Linked DNA regions of Sus scrofa: region 1 is linked to region 2. The links are chromatin contacts, called in public Hi-C maps. All regions are on one chromosome and are shown on one strand. Each heading gives the region's core, a stretch centred on a gene start, on an enhancer-like site or on the middle of the called end of the contact. The rest is flanking DNA. Distances are from core to core; before and after follow the strand shown. Region 1 holds the start of MMS19 (MMS19 nucleotide excision repair protein homolog). Region 2 holds the start of PGAM1 (phosphoglycerate mutase 1).

Region 1 (4,433 bases), core at 638-3,137, 64 kb before region 2:
CTCTTAAAGGGCTATGTGGCAATTGAGTGGAATAGAAGATGGCCTTCTAATCCCAGCTGTACTACGAATTAGCTGTGCAGCTATCGACAAGTTGCTCAACCTCTCTGGATCTGGGCTTTTAACAGACAAGAGAAGGTAGGTCTATCTGGACTCTAGACAAGTTTCGAAGGTCTCTTTCAGCTCTAAAGTCTACGATTTTATCATTCTCAGAAGTTCCTTGCAACACCCTCAGAGAAGGAAGTGAAGTGAGTACAAGACCCGGGGAAACGACCGCCAGACCTCTTACCCAGGCGAAGCGCCAGGATAGGGGTGTATCCAGAAAGTGAGAAAGCGCTGCCGGCCCTCGAGGATCACCAGAGAGCAGATCCCATTCCTAAGGCTGGGAAGGATCCCAACAACCCGACAGCGATTCCCACCCCGCACCCCACCTTTTCTAGACTCCCAGACGGCCAGGAGGCTCTAAAAAGCCCTGCGGGAAAAATAAAGATTTCTTTCCCAGAGTCCTGCGCTGCTTTTGCAAGTCGGATTCCGGCAGGCACGATCTGCAGCCCGATAATGACACAGTCTTTGGAAGGAGCGCCTGTTCTCATCTCGCTCGCTTCGAGTTCTGGGACGACTGGCCACCCGCGCCGTGCCCCGACGGGCGGGCGTCCGACCCCGGCCCCGCTGCCAGGCCAGCGGCGCCCCGGCCTGGGGCCCTCCTCCCCTCCGCCGGCCCCGCTGCGGTCTGCAAACATTTCCTGCTCCCGCCCCCACCCCCACCCGGAGCTTCCCAGTTGGAGCGAGTTGGGCTCGCAGCCGGGTCAGCGCTCGCAGTTGCCACAAGTCGGCTCCCCCGGCCACTGGGGCCGGGGAAGGGGACCCCCGTCTGCCTCGGAAGCAGCCATCAGGGAAACCTAGGCGCCAGGAGCCGTGGGAGGTAGCTCAGGAAGCCCAGTTCTCGCGCAAGAAGGCGGACAACTGGCTGGGCGCCGGTGGCCCTGCTCCCTTCCCGGTCGTTACCTGCTCGCTTGCGGGGGTGTCCCGGGGCGGTCGGCCTCTCCCGGCGCTGTCTCCCCACACAGTTGCCCATGCTGGCTCTTCAGCCGGGCCCCATGCACCGAAGGCGACGGGATGGTCCGCTGCTCCGCGGTCCTGCCCCGGACGGCGGCGTCCCAGGTCAACGGCTCCGACCGCCCGGCATCGGGCGCTTCCCGATCTCCCCCCTGCGGCGCGCTCTACCCCAGCGCCGGCTTCGCCACAAACTTTGCGGGCAAGGAGAAAGAGGGAGGTGGCCGACTCCCCAACACAGTCCCAGGTGGCCGGGCCAGGGGGGCCCGCGACGGTGCCCGGCTGGAGACCAGCTCCGCTGAAGGGGCGGAGAGAGGGGGCGGGCACCGCCGCTGTTACTCCCGGCTCGCTCGGGGCTCCCAGCTGGGGCCGGCCCCCCGGAGCCTGTCACTCACCTGCCTAACCCCGCCCCAGCCCAGCCCTGCTCCCTGCCGCCGGCTCGCGGTGCCCGCGCCGCCGCCGCCGCCCGCCCCAGGTGCGCATGTGACCGACGGCACCGCCCCCTCGGGCCGGGCCTGGTTTTCTCATTGGTTCCCCCCAGGGTGCGTACCGCCCCTCGGCCCCACCCAGACAGGTGCCCGCCCCGCCGCGGGTCTCCCGGGAAGCTGGGCCGGGAATTATTCGCCCTCAATGGCCCCCGGCTGCGTGCCCAGCAGCCGCCTTCGCTCCCTGAGCCACCGCCCCGACTCCGGGCCCCGCCCCTTGGGGAGGGGCCGTCCCATCCCACCCTGGAACTGCCTGGCCTGGAGCCGGCAGGCACGTGATCCAGGGAGCGCCCCGCCCCCTCAGCCTTCGCCAGGCGATTGGCTCAGGAGGCGCGTGCGCTGAGAGGCCCATCCCGTGCCACCGCCCATTTCCCCTCCCACCGTCTCCAGTTCGCGTCATGGCCGCCGCCACCGCTCTGGAGGCGGTCGCGCCTACGGGCGCCCTGTGGGGCCTCGTGCAAGACTTCGTCATGGGTCAGCAGGAGGGCCCCGCAGACCAAGTGGCTGCAGGTACGGCAGACGGCGCCGCGCGGCTTCCGCTTGGGGGCCTCCAGGAGGGAGCGGCCTCAGCACGGGCGCCGGGCGGGAAGGGAGCGGTGACTTTGAGAGATTGGTCCCGGGCTGGTTGTGAGCACCGCGTGCTTAAGAACCATAACAAATTGCGAGTCGCTTGCAGTCTTCCTTAAAGCGCCCTTATGACCCTCGTTTTGGTTTATAGCCACCCTGTGCACCGGCCTGGGTTAGGAAAATCATTACCATTTCGCAGGTGTGGAAACTGAGGCCCAGAGAGGGCCAGAGGCTTCCTGGGGGAGTTGGGACTTGGACGCAGGTCCTCCAGTTCAGAATCAGGTGCTCACTCCGCGAAAGCACGTTGTTTCGAGGAAGTTGATGTGACGAGAAGCATCTTCGGCAGCATCAGCTCCAGTCGCGTGGCATGTTGGGAGTGGCCGCGCGACCCAATCTCTGACTGGCTGTAATTAATTGGAGAGAGGAGGAGAGAAACCAGCCTAGGGGGAGTTTGAGATGTTCTGCGTATCTCTTCCCCCCATTCTTGTTCAAGTTCTTGATTAATTTGCTTCGTGCCTTTTTTATGTGGTGTGTGTTTTTATATTTTTCCCAGAACTCCAATTTCCTGCTTTTCACCAGTTTAGGGATCTCTTAGTTCTGACAGCTTATCTAAAATTTGAGCGGAGCAAATGACAGATTTCCTTGAAATTCTGAGACTTCACTCTTTTAGAAAAAGAAAAATCTAAAAAGTTATTGAATGTTAGGAGGCCTTCGGACCTTGTGTCTATGTAATAGAATACAAAATAATCTTGTCAGTACAGATAAGTTTTGTCTTTATTTTTGGAAATTGCGCGTGTTTGGGGAGAAGTAAAGGATACATTTCTCTTGAAAAGTGAACACACTTGCTTTTAAAATATGTGGGAAATGAATAAAGTGAACCTGTCAGAAGTATAATACTTTGGGAGTTCCTGGTGGCTCAGGAGGTTAAGGATCTGGTGTTGTCGCTGCCATGGCTTGAGTGTGGCACTGGTTCGATCCCTGGCGGGGGAACTTCCACGTGCTGCCTGCTTAGCCAAAAAAAAAAAAAAAAAGGAGTTCCCGTCCTTACGCAGTGGTTAACGAATCCGACTAGGAACTATGAGGTTGCGGGTTGGATCCCTGGCCTTGCTCAGTGGGTTAAGGATCCTGCGTTGCCGTGAGCTATGGTGTAGGTCACAGACACGCTCGGATCCTGCGTTGCTGTGGCTCTGGCGTAGGCCGGTGGCTACAGTTCCGATTAGACCCCTAGCCTGGGAACCTCCATATGCCGCTGGAGCAGCCCAAGAAATGGCAGAAAGACACACACACAAAAAAGTATTATACATTATGGCAATATTCTACTTTCAGTCTTAGCACCATTATTGAACACATTATTCTTCAAACGCAGTGCTAAGCAGTAGGAACATAAATATCAATTAGATGAGATCTCTGCCTGCCAGGAACTTATAGTGTGGTGGGAGAAACAATCATTTGGACAGGTAGTATGCTACGCTACGAAAAGGGCCGTAAGAGGTATGTACAATATGACGTGGAACCAGCAAGGAGCAAATGCCTGATATAGCCATTCCGCTAAGCTTAACCTCTTACAGCTTTATGCAGTATAGTGTGTTTTCAGTGCTTCCAATTAACAATGGCAGTGTATTATCAATGTCATTTTCCCCAGTGTTGTATTATGAAAAATTTCATACAGCAAAGTTTAAATAATTTCATAAGGAACACACATACACTCACCACCTAGATTCTACCATTAGCATTTAACATAATTAGCATTATCATGTAGCTATCCATTTAAATTGCAGATATCAGTATGCGTCCCTCTAACTGCTTTTGTATGCGTATTGTTGACTAAGGTATAAAACTTGTAAGACAAAGTGTACAAATCTTAAGCATAGTTCACTGATTTTGAAAAATTCGTATACCTCCTCCCACCAAGACAAAGAACATTACTATAAAAGGTGTCATTCGTAACTCTTCTTTCACATTTATACATTATGAACACAGTAATTTAGGGTTTTTCAAATTCAGAACACTTTTGAGAAGAAAGCATGAATAAGGACTGCCAAGTTCTTATAAATACTTTGTAAAATTTACATTTTTATGCCTGAAAAAAAATGGCCTAGACTATTGTCTAGTTTAAATTTAACTCAACTCTGCCAAGACTGTAACACTAGCCCTTTTGCAATTTAGCCCTCCTGACTAAGAAAGGAGGTTGGTAATAACAGATAAGGTTGAAAAGGTTTGGTGGGATTGGATTATGCATAACCTTAGATTCTGAGGATTTGAATGACTTACTGTAGGTGGTTGGAGTCAGTGTAGATACTTGAGCAAGGAAGTCATATGGTGAAGGTGAAT
Region 2 (5,006 bases), core at 671-3,170:
TGAGAAGTAGGACTGCATGGGGAAACTCTGCTTGCAAGCTTCCTCCTGAAATCATTCAAGGTTTTATAAACCCTAAAATACTTAAAGCCTTCATGAATGTAACATTTCAGTTTAGGTCTTTTACACTATCAAATTATTCATAAGGTTTTCATCATTCAGAGTTTTTGGTTTTAGTCTTAGTTATTTATCTATGATGTCCATAATTGACATTAACATTTAAATGGAATTTTTTTTTAATGCTACTAACATGTATTTAAAAACTGATATAGGGTGTATTATTTTAAGAGCAATTAAAAATTAAGGCATTTGATCAGTCTTAAAGGACAGCTGCAGTTTGCTTTGCCCTGGGCTAGTCATCAGCAACCACAGACCCATGCAGTTCTTCCTGCCAGGCAGCAGGAGAGAAAATGGCCTCCTTTACCAGCACATTCCCTAACCTGGCCGCTCCTAACTGGTATGAGGTCACACCAGGCCATCCCCAAGCATTCACACACATCCCCAGCAGGATTCCATTTCCCAGACCTCCCCACCCTCTGCTTCATTTCTAAAGGATCCGGAGTGAAGGCAAGAAGCTAGAGAGAGCAAACTGGGGCCAAATACCTGATTCACATCAACCAGGCATCAATGACCCTTTTAAATGGCTACTGCTTTGTCCAGTGGTTAGGAAGGTGCAGGGCAGGATCAGGGGAAACACCTCCTCAGTCCAGAGAGTCTTTGAAATGCTGGCAGCAAGGCATGCTTCCTTACAAAGGATCCAAAATCACAGAGAGCTGTCTGCCCCGGCGGGGGGAGCCTGGGTAGGTAAGCTTATCTCACCGCCACTGCCACCTTCGCCCAGCGTCCTGGCCAACAGCCTACCAGTTCCTCACACCTACCTGTTACTCAACCCCAGAACAGAGGCCAGGGGAGCAGACTAGGAACAAGGGGTGACCTTGAACAAGTCATCCTTTCAAGCCTCACTTTCCCAGCTATTAAAGAGAGCCAGTAAGGAATGGGAAAAAATAAAATCTGTATACTTTATGGGATTATGAAAAGGATCAACTCAAATCCCTCATTCATTCATTCAATTACATCTGCGCGTGCATTTTGGACAGAGGATTTGTGGAATGCTGCTAAACAGCATCCCACACAAGCACGTGCATGTCTTCATATCTGGAACCGTGCTGGTCTCCCCGCAACCCCCACCCCTACCCCCACCCCAGTGCCGCATCACACCGCCAGAACCGGGAAAAGCGCGTGGCCTGCCGCTTCACCAGAATCCGCAGCTGCCTCTTGAGTAGGTTTGGTTATAGCCGCTGGAAGATTCTGGGCATCCAATTTAGTCGCCCGTCCCCGAGTTACTAAATGATGACTAGAAAGGGAGAATTTCACAAGGCAGTGTTGCGGAGGCCGCAAGGGTCCTCTTCAGGCGCGCGGCCCCTCACACTCGGGAGACTAGGTGACCTTGAGTAAGTCGATTCGCTACCCTGGGCGCATTTTCTCAACTGCAACATAAACGGCTGAAGCGATAAAGCCCAAAGTCTCAGCCCTCTAGCGAGGGTGGGGGGCAACCAGGCGGCCCTGACGCATCCGCGCCCGCTCGGGCCTTCGCAGCTCCCACCCACCTCCCCGGCCCGCTCCGCACCTCGCAGCGCCTGCCCGCCGCGCTTCGCCTCCTCGTGCCCCGCCGGGCTCAGGTCCGCGTCGTACCAGCCGCTGAAGCGGTTCTCCAGGTTCCACGCGCTCTCACCGTGCCGGATCAGCACCAGCTTGTAGGCAGCCATGGTGGCAACTCGGGGTGCGGCGCAGACTGGGGCTCACCGAGATTCCGGAGTCTCGGCCAGGCCCCCGGCCGCGCCTGCGCGCTCGCGCCCTACCGCTAGGCTCCAGCGCACTTGCTCACTCAAATCTTTCCACTCGCTCGGGGCCGCCCTCCGCCCATCGGTGTACGCATGCGCCCCAAGCAGGCGCTGCAGGCTCCGGGGTGAGGGGAAGGACGGCAGGGCGCATGCGACTTCCGCCGCCCGCCAGGCGTCCGCCGCCCCAGTCACGGAGCGCACGTAAGCGCCGGAGGGCTTCGGTACTTTTGGGCGGCGGCGGGTCTTGGATGCGGGCAGGAGTGTTGTATCGCCCTTATTCATCAGCCCTTCGTTGTGAAAAAAATGGTCTTTGGCATTTGAGTTACTCTAGGCTCGGCCAGATCACTTTGCCATCTGTACAGAAAGTTTGATTAACACACCTGGATTGGAATCTTCACTTTGTTTTTTGCTTTGTATCTTTGGGCAGATCGCTTAACCTCGCTCAGCCTCATTCGTAAATGAACATTATAAATACTTAGCTGGTGCCTAGCTACCTGGAAGATGCTTAGTAATTGGTTGTTGTTTCTATTTCCATGGACACTGATCTCTTATTTTACACATAAGAAAACGCTTTGACTGCTGGCTCGAAAGCCATGCTCTTTATCCAACATAGGGCCGTTTGTCCAACCTGTTTATCTCTCACAGCCTCTAGTCAGTGCCTCCTCCTGGACCAGCAGAAGCAAACCCTAAGCGGATCAAACGCTCCAGAAGAAGGGTCACTGCCTGTCCCTCCTGTGCACTCAGTCATCAGTTTAAGTATCTGCTTATTTGCAAGCTTTCTGCTGCCCATCTCACTGTGTCCTGGTTTGTTTCAATCTAGCCCCCCCCCTTTTTTGTCTTTTTTTGTCTTTAGGGCTGTACCAGCGGCATGTGGAGGTTCACAGGCTAGGAGTTGAATCAGAGCTGTAGCTGCCGGCCTACACCACAGCTACAGCAACGCCAGATCCTTAACCCACTGAGCGAGGCCAGGGATCGAACCCATGTCCTCATAGATGCTAGTCGGGTTCATTAACCACTGAGCCACGACGGGAACTCCCAATCTAGCCACTTTATTGAGCATCAGATATGAGTCAGGCGTCGGGCTAGGGTCAAAGACAGGCTGGATGTGTTTTCTGCTCTTCACAGCAAGTGAAGTGGAAATAAGCCCTATGCGTACACAGCTAACAATGCAATTGTGCTCTGTCCTCTTTTTGACAGATGTAGAAAAGTTTTTAACATGCACTCATGAAACACCTACTATGTGCCAGACAGTGTTTAAAAGTGCTTTGCAGGAGTTCTCCTGTGGCACAGCCATGTTAAGGCTCCCGAATTGTCGCTGCAGTGGCTTGGGTCCCTGCTGAGGAGTGGGTTGGATCCCTGGCTCAGGAACTTCCATATGCTGAGGGAGCAGCCAAAAAAAAAGAGTGCTTTACAAATGTTAACTCCTTTTTTTTTTTTTTTTTTTTTTTTTTTTTCCATTTCTTGGGCTGCTCCCTCGGCATATGAAGATTCCCAGGCTAGGGGTCTAATCGGAGCTGTAGCCGCCAGCCTACGTCAGAGCCACAGCAACTCGGGATCTGAGCCTCATCTGCAACCTACACCACAGCTCATGGCAATGCCGGATCCTTAACCCACTGAGCAAGGCCAGGGATCAAACCTGTATCCTCATGGTTCCTAGTCGGATTTGTTAGCCACTGAGCCACGACGGGAACTCCAAATGTTAACTCCTTAATCCTCATATCCTTGTAACAATCTTATGAGGCCAGTACTATTGCTTCCCTGTTTACTGAAGAGGAAACTGAGGGACGAGGCAATTTGCCCAAGGTTACAGGAACCAGGATTCAAACCTAGGGTGGCTGGCTCCCAAGTCCATGCACACCTGACCTACTACTCTTTGGTGGCCTCCACATACTTGGTGCATTTTAGGCATTTGTCAACTTTGAAGAGTGGGAAGGATTTGAGAGGCAGAGAAAAGGCACCTTGGGAATGACATGAACCGAAACATAGAGGACTGGTGTGTGGCTATATTATCTACCATATGTGAAAGTTTAGCGGGTCAAGTGTTTTAATGTACTAATTTCATGTGATGTAGGTACTATTCATAGCTCCATTCGACAGATGAAGAAACTGAGACCCAGAGAAATAATTTGTGCAAAGTCATAGCTTGGGCAGAAGTGGAGAAGAAAGCAGGACTTGAACCCAGGCAGTCCAGTGCCCTATCGTGTTCTCTAACCACAGTGCCCCACTGCCCCCCTCCACTGCAGCTGGGCAGAGATGGAATTTAGTGACCAGAGCAGTGACTAGGATGAGGTCCAGCATGAAAAAACTGCTGCACTTGGAGCTTACAAACTCCTGGGGCTGCAAAGCAAGAACTGCCCTGGAAAGCCTCCTTGTTCAAGCTCCCACATGGGGGGCCTTGGAAGACTCCCCCTTTGGAAGTTACCCCTCTGGTCATTCCTTCTGCTTGGTCATCCCAATACTGATGCCCAGGCCCTCCCAGGGAGAGAGAGCTTTTCCAGCCTTAACCTTGGCTTTTCTCACTCTTCTTTTTTGTCCCTCTACCTGGGTCTTAATCCATGCTCCCAGTTCTGGCTGGTGCTGTGTCCCTTTGGTCACCCCCACCCCCACCCCCAGCTCTCTGCTTCTATCCAAGATTTCTGTTCTCTTGGCCAATCTGCATCTCACATTTCTGTAGTGAGTAGGAAGCGTAAGTAGGAAGAAACCTGCCTTGAGTATGTCCGTTTCTAGTTACCCGTGGGACCTAAAATGGGTCACTCAGCATCTCATCCTCACTTTCCCCATCTGTAAACTGAAAGAAGAATCATATCATATCCGCTTAAAGCGCTGTTGTGAGGAATAAATGAGACGATGCGTGGGAAGCACTTAGTGCTGTGTCTAGCAAAGAGTCACAAATGATAATATTTAACATATTAATAATAAATATCCCAGAAATGCGATCAGGAAGACAAAAACGACTTAATGAGGCACCAGTTCAGAGGGTGCCAATCTAGAGGATCAATGGAGAGATCTCCCTTCAAGGAGGATACCCGCTAGGGGGTGGCTTACCCCCTGGGATTGGAACTGAGCAGATAACTAGGATTCTTCGGGCAGGAGGCCAAAGGCATCTGTTCCACCAGCCTTGGGACAGAGTCCAGGAATCCTACTTTACTGCCTTCACCAATCCCTTCT

What was found. Hi-C and Micro-C count contacts between places; a contact is called where the count stands out from the background.
Region 1: a Hi-C map of skeletal muscle shows a contact between it and region 2, with 3 times the contacts expected there. The contact joins the promoter of MMS19 here to the promoter of PGAM1 in region 2. A contact is called at or near these places in 1 of 5 promoter capture datasets (liver), 4 of 47 Hi-C or Micro-C datasets (heart right ventricle, liver and skeletal muscle) and 2 of 2 datasets of contacts at active chromatin or transcription factors (alveolar macrophages and skeletal muscle).

What each region holds. Positions count from the first base shown.
Region 1 is chr14:108,884,041-108,888,473 of Sscrofa11.1, reverse strand. It overlaps MMS19 (MMS19 nucleotide excision repair protein homolog), which reads left to right and starts at 1,887. Exons shown (of 31, transcript XM_013990467.2): 1 at 1,887-2,045. The coding sequence starts at 1,934. UBTD1 (ubiquitin domain-containing protein 1) reads right to left here and starts at 2,940. Exons shown (of 3, transcript XM_021074394.1): 1 at 2,292-2,940.
Region 2 is chr14:108,819,696-108,824,701 of Sscrofa11.1, reverse strand. PGAM1 (phosphoglycerate mutase 1) reads right to left here and starts at 1,920. Exons shown (of 4, transcript XM_003483535.4): 1 at 1,625-1,920. The coding sequence starts at 1,763.